Regions from separate parts of the Mus musculus genome. Here region 1 is linked to region 2. The links are chromatin contacts, called in public HiChIP or PLAC-seq maps. All regions are on one chromosome and are shown on one strand. Each heading gives the region's core, a stretch centred on a gene start, on an enhancer-like site or on the middle of the called end of the contact. The rest is flanking DNA. Distances are from core to core; before and after follow the strand shown.

Region 1 (2,981 bases), core at 421-2,920, 280 kb before region 2:
AGGGGGTCTGACACCCTCACACAGACATGCATGCAAGGCTAACATCAATGTACATAAAATGGAAAAAAAATCCATTTATTTAAACAACACCTCAGGAAGAATATGAATGCACAGCACCCTGTAAAGTGTCTGTGGGTGTCTCGTAGAGAGGCGCCGGGTGGCTAAAGGAAACCCCAAAGTTCCGTGGGTCAGTGCTTCTGTGGCTTTGTCTCCTGCCTTTACTTCCTCCTGCATGCCCACAGCCTTTACCATGCACAGCTGGATTCCCACACAGCCCTTTGAGGTCTGTCTCCAGAGTGAGAATCAGGCACAAAAAAAAAAAAAAGATATTTACAAGGCCGCACAAGGCAGGGCTAAGATTTGAACCCAGGCACTCCCCAGCCCACTCTTCATGCTGCCCCTCAGGTTTCTAATTTGCCACCATTTCCCAAAGCCTCTGGTTGGTGCCACGCTCAGGGGACACTATCTCTAACTGCCTGTTCAGCAGGCAAGACGTCACCAGGTTGGCCTGAGGGGTTTGGAGAAGGTGGCACAGGGGGCCTGCTGACCTGCCCTTTGGCTGAGAGCTCTGGCTAAGAGTAGGCAGACCCTGGAGGCTCGTTTCACTCTGCCCTCTGCTGAGGGCGCATCCTGGAAGGTCAGGCTGGCAAACAGCACAACAGAATGGTCAGAACGCAGCCACCGCCAGCACATTTAATTCAATTCCTCCAGCCTTTATGGGGCCTGCTCTGACTCACACAGTCGCTCAAGCCTGTGGTCAAGTCCGAGAGGCAGAAATACACACAGCAATTAGAAAACACATAAACACACATCCCAGGGAGTGTCAAAGCTGGGGCGCAGCCCAGGGTGGGGAGAGATTAGTAGTTACTGGGGCGATGAAAGGGCTCCCTAGAGGAGAGCGCATGCCAGCCAGCCAGGTCTCTGAGGGTCAGTAACATCCAATGTGTATGTGTGTCTGTCTGTCTGTGTACATGTATGCAAATGCTATTCAGCTATATATGTGTGGAGGCCAGCAGTCAAGCTCATGTACGTACCTTAGGTACCGCTCACTTGGTTTTTCTTTCTTTCTTTCTTTCTTTTTTTTTTTTGAGACAGTGTTTCCCATGGACTTGGACCTCACCAAGCACACTAAGCTGGCTCAGCAGCAAGCCCCAGGGATCTATTTGGTCTCTGTCTCCCCGGTGCTGTGATGATAGGTGTGATGATAGGCCTTTTATATGGGCATTGAGGACCAACACACACACACACACACACACACACACACACACACACACTCACACATCTCCCAATCTGATGACCACAGCATAACAGGCACTGAGCCACAAATGTCTAGCTGAACTGCTCTGAAAGTCCAGGACCACAGAAACCACGAGGTAACAAACATTTACTGAATTGGGGGAGGGGGGACAAAGCAATAGATAATCACTGCCTATTTCGGAAAAAGTGTTGATGGGTGGGCGGGCTCAGTACTTCCCTAGCAGTTGCCCCCCCTCCTTGCAACTCAAGCTCTCTGGAGCCCCAGCTTGGCCCTCTGGGGTCACAGAGAACATGGGTTCCCTCCGTCCTGGGCCAGCTACAGCAGAATTGCATCCTGCTGTGGTCTGAGTGTGTCTGTCCTCCAATATCCACTGGAATGTAATGGCCATTGTGATGCTATTGAGAGTAGGTCCTAAGGCTGGACCACCTTTGTGTGAACTCACTTGCTTGCCCTTGCTTGCCCTTGCTCCCTCCTCCTCCCTTCACATTAGCCCTCAAACTCGATCCACTAGTTTAGGTCCTTACCAGGGGTTGCCCTTTGACCCTGAACTTCTTATCTCCTCAGAACAGTGAGCCAACACACTTCTACTTGTTAGAAATGACTTAGACTGGAGTCTGTAAAGGGCTTGCCATGCACAAAGCCCTCCCAGCACTGGAAGTGTGTGGCCCAGCAAGGTGGTGTACACCTTTCACCCCAGCATTCAGGAAGCAGAGACAGGCAGATCTCTGTGAGTTCCTCTGGTCTACAAAGCTAGTTCCAGGACAGCCAGGGCTTGTTACACAGAGAAAGCCTGTCTCGAAAAACTACAACAACAAAAGCAAACAAAAGTAAAACAAAGCGTCGCTATCCCAAGTCTCCCAAAGCGAAGGCAGGAGGCCCTCAGAGTCGTGGCCAACGTCTGTTTCACAGTAAGACCCTGTTTCAAAGGCTGGGGAGAGATCTTGGTGGTAGAGCGCTTGCCTAGCCCTGGCTTCTATACCCAGCACAGAAGAAGAAAACAATCGCCCAGGAACACCTCTGGCTCCTTCTTGGAGCTGTACAACCCTGAGCAGAGCTATCTTCCTAATCCTTCACCGTCCTGTGCTCCCTCCTCAGGCTACTCCGAGCTTCTGCAGGACAGGGCACTCAGTCAGCAGGATGTAAATGAGTTACTGTGTGATGATCCATCCCTGTTACATAGGCCCTCCAGTCACCGGACACATTGGCCCATGTGACAGATCTGCATAGGTTCCATTTTACAGAAGGGGAAACTGAGCCCACAGAGGTGATGGGGCTTGCCTTCGCGTTCATTTTGCAGCTGGGCATAGTTTCTCAGTCTGTAGGACTTTGGTGTAGCAGAAACCCTCACTGTGGCCTTGACTCCAGTCATGCTGAGCTTCCTTGTTCTTTGAGCTCATAAGCACTTTGCTACCTCAGGACCTTTGCATGTGCAGAGCCAGGTTCTTAGGATACTTTGCCCAATTCATAGGCTGGTACAAGCACCACCACTTTGGGGGTACAGAGGCCATTGACCCTGTACCTGCATGGAAGTTCCCTTCTCTTCCCCACATAGCACAGCTCACCTATGTCTGATGTGGTCTTTGTGTCCATTCCTATTCCCATACCTTCTGGGCTATGAGCCCTGAAAGTACGTTTGGATTGTTCTGTACAAGGCTGTGTCCTCAACACCAGTGCCATGCTCAGTGTGGCACAAAGGAGCATGGACTTCCCTGTTCAGCCCAGG
Region 2 (2,865 bases), core at 10-2,509:
CCACTCACTCCTCCCTTTCTTCTCAGTGATCAAAGAATTGGGGTGGGGTGGGGGAATCAGGATTGCAAAACTCCTTGCTAGCTATCTATCCCGCCTCTGTGATTGTGCATTGAGAAGCTGGGGCAGAGAAAAGGGAAGCCGCTGGCTGATATCATCCAGAAAGTGGCTCAGCAGGGACTGGAATCCAAGCCTCTGACTGCTCCTTTTTTGCTTGGTTTAATTGTTCGTGGGTTGTTGTGGTGGTGGTGGTGTGTGTGTGTGTGTGTGTGTGTGTGTGTGTGTGTGTGTGTGTGTGTGTGTGTGTGTGTGTGTGTGTGTGTCAGAGGACCCCTTCAGGGAGGTAGTTCTCCCTTTTTGGTTTGTTTTGAAGCAGGGTTTTTCTTGTTCCCTCTCCTCCAGTGAATACTCCAGCCCAGCTCTCAGATTCCCGCCCCACCCCTCCCCTCTCGGAACAGTGGGATTAGAGATGTACACTAACTAGCACATCTGTCTTTCCACACGGGTCCTGAGTAGTTCAGCTTGCTCAGCCAGTGGTCCTACTCTCTAAGCCACTTCCAGCCCATTTTTTTTTGGGGGGGGGGTTGTGGATATCATCTTGTGACACAGCCTAGCCTCAACCTCACAGTAATTCTGCCCTCACCTGCCAAGTGCTAGGATTATGGATTGCGGGTGTGCCACCACCACACCTGGCTGGGGGTTCTTCTTTCACTACCACATTGGCAGTACACTGGTGGCCCGCTTTCTCTGACTCCTACTACGGCAGGCTTGGCATTCCATGTTAAGATTCCCCATCTTTTTACTGGGTATAGGAGTCCCTAAGGTTTGGATGAAAGGGACAAAGCGTAACATTCTATGCTAGCCTGGGAGCCTCCTGGTTCCGGGCTGATGAGGAACGTGTCCCCTGGCCTGTAGAGGCGGGAAAGAATCCTCTTTGGAGAATCTATAGTAAGCAGCCTGCAGAGTGTTAAAGCAGGCTTTGGTTCAATGGACCATCCTTGTGGGACCCCCTCCTCACTCTCCCGGCCTAGCTGGCAGCCTAGAGGCCCTGCCTCACCTCACCAGCCTCCAGCTTGAAGCAGAGGCCACCCAGGCACAGGACAGTCCAGAGCTGCTGCTGGAGGCTGCCGGAGGCAGGGGAGGGAAAGGTTTCCAGAGTCTCCTCTTTCAATCCACTCCCTCTCCTCCACAAAGGGCCACTGTCTGAGCACAGAGGGACCCTGGAAGGAGGCCTCCCAAGGTGCTCAGCAACGGGGCTGGGTTTCATCAAGTCAGGCCTCTGGGCCAAGTAAACATCAGGGAAGGGACAGGCAGAGCAGTTTCTGCAGACTAGCTCCCCTCCACACCCCCACCCCCACCCTCCAGGCAGCTCGGGGGCATGCTCACAGAGCATCCTGAGACAATAGGGACAGCTACGGGCTATGGTCCTCTACAAGACCTGATACCTGCAGAACTGCAGAGTCAGAGATAAGGAGCCAGCCCTTTCTGGCACTTGCCATTGCACAAAGCACCATCCTGCAGGTCTTGCCAAATGCAAAGGTTTCTCCATGAATGTGTTGCATTAGTTCAGAGATGGGAAAAAGTTTTGTGTGTTGGAAAAATCAGGGTATACTTCTCAGAGAGAGAGTGGAACATAACCTTAGTCTTCATAAATGACAAGAAGAAGGAAGGCATCCCAGGCAGGCTGCGCAGGCGAGACGCAGCATCGAGAAAGCAGGGGCACTCTTGGTCAGAGGTGACCCCAAGTTAGAGAATTCTCATAGGGAAGGGCAAGAAGTTAGTCTAAAACTGGGAATTTGGTTGGGAATTAAGCCACAACTGGTCTGAGCCAGCTGAGGAGTCCTAAGCAAAACAATTAATGAGGAGAAGGCAGAAGTTTAGAGAATGTAGGGTGCCCTGAAAGAGCCCTGGACTGACCCCCATGCTTCTCTGGAGAGCCTGGGTCTAGCTATGTCCTCTCTGAGGCAATGGACTCTCACTAAGGCTTGGCTTCTTCATCTTTAAAATAAAAGTGTTCAAGACTGGGAAAATGCTCAGGGAGGTGCTTGCTACACAGGCGTGAGGCCTGTTCAGGTCCCCAGCGCCCATGAAGATGTTTGGGCATGTCGGGCATGCCTGTAATCCCAACACAGGTGTAAGAAATAAGAGGATTCAGGGTGCGGGGGTGCGGGGTGTGGGGGTGCGGGGTGGGGTGGGGTGGGGTGGGGGGGTGTCTTACATTTAGGTTCAGGGAGAGGGCCTGTCTCAAAAAAATAAGGTGGAGAGTGTTTGAGAAAGACACTTGACGTGGACCTCTGGCCTCTGTAGTCATGTACATACATGAATATATAACATGTAAACACCACACACAGAAACACACAGACATAAAAATGAAAACATAAAAGTAGGGGTTGGCTCAGCAATTAAGAGCATTTGCTGCTCGTGGGGAAGGTTCCCGGCAGCCAACCTAACAACCTTTTGTCTGCAACCCCAGTTCCAGGGCATCTGATGCCCTCTTCTGAATTCCACAGACATCAGGCACATATGTAGTGCACACACCTAATACATGCAGACAAAACACACTCATACACATAAATAAATCTAGTCAAACAAACAAACAAACAAACAAACAGTAAGAGGGTTCAGGGGTTAAGAGCACAGCATGCATGAACCTGGGTTTAGTCACCAGTGCCAAGAAAGGTGAATAAAAGAGAAAGATTACACTAGAAAATATTTTTTAAAAATATTTATTTAATGTATAAATGAGTGCTCTATCTGCATGGGCACTTGCAAGCCATAAGAGAACATCAAATCCAAGTATGGCTGTGAGCCATCATGTGGTTACTGGGAATTGAGCTCAGGACCTCTGGAAGAGCAGACAGTGTTCCT

What was found. HiChIP or PLAC-seq counts read pairs in DNA pulled down with a chosen protein or histone mark.
Region 1: an H3K4me3 HiChIP or PLAC-seq map of embryonic stem cells shows a contact between it and region 2, with 2.1 times the contacts expected there. The contact joins two enhancer-like sites. A contact is called at or near these places in 14 of 39 promoter capture datasets (the 3T3-L1 cell line, 3T3-L1-derived adipocytes, the C10 cell line and 8 more), 8 of 484 Hi-C or Micro-C datasets (the G1E-ER4 cell line, cerebellum, embryonic stem cells and 1 more), 4 of 115 datasets of contacts at active chromatin or transcription factors (bone marrow-derived dendritic cells and embryonic stem cells) and 1 of 9 other capture datasets (embryonic stem cells).

Annotation. Positions count from the first base shown.
Region 1 is chr2:156,689,715-156,692,695 of GRCm38.p6, reverse strand. The region is part of intron 2 of Dlgap4 (DLG associated protein 4); the gene reads right to left. Among named protein-coding and RNA genes, the nearest start is that of Gm34111, 17 kb to the left of the region's middle. Within about 2 kb of position 1,670, at least 11 of the 459 cell types and tissues checked have an H3K27ac peak or open chromatin away from gene starts, as enhancers often do. A contact at or near this core is called in embryonic stem cells, where this site is marked.
Region 2 is chr2:156,405,490-156,408,354 of GRCm38.p6, reverse strand. No RefSeq gene overlaps it. Among named protein-coding and RNA genes, the nearest start is that of Gm14170, 5.6 kb to the right of the region's middle. Within about 2 kb of position 1,259, at least 60 of the 459 cell types and tissues checked have an H3K27ac peak or open chromatin away from gene starts, as enhancers often do. A contact at or near this core is called in embryonic stem cells, where this site is marked.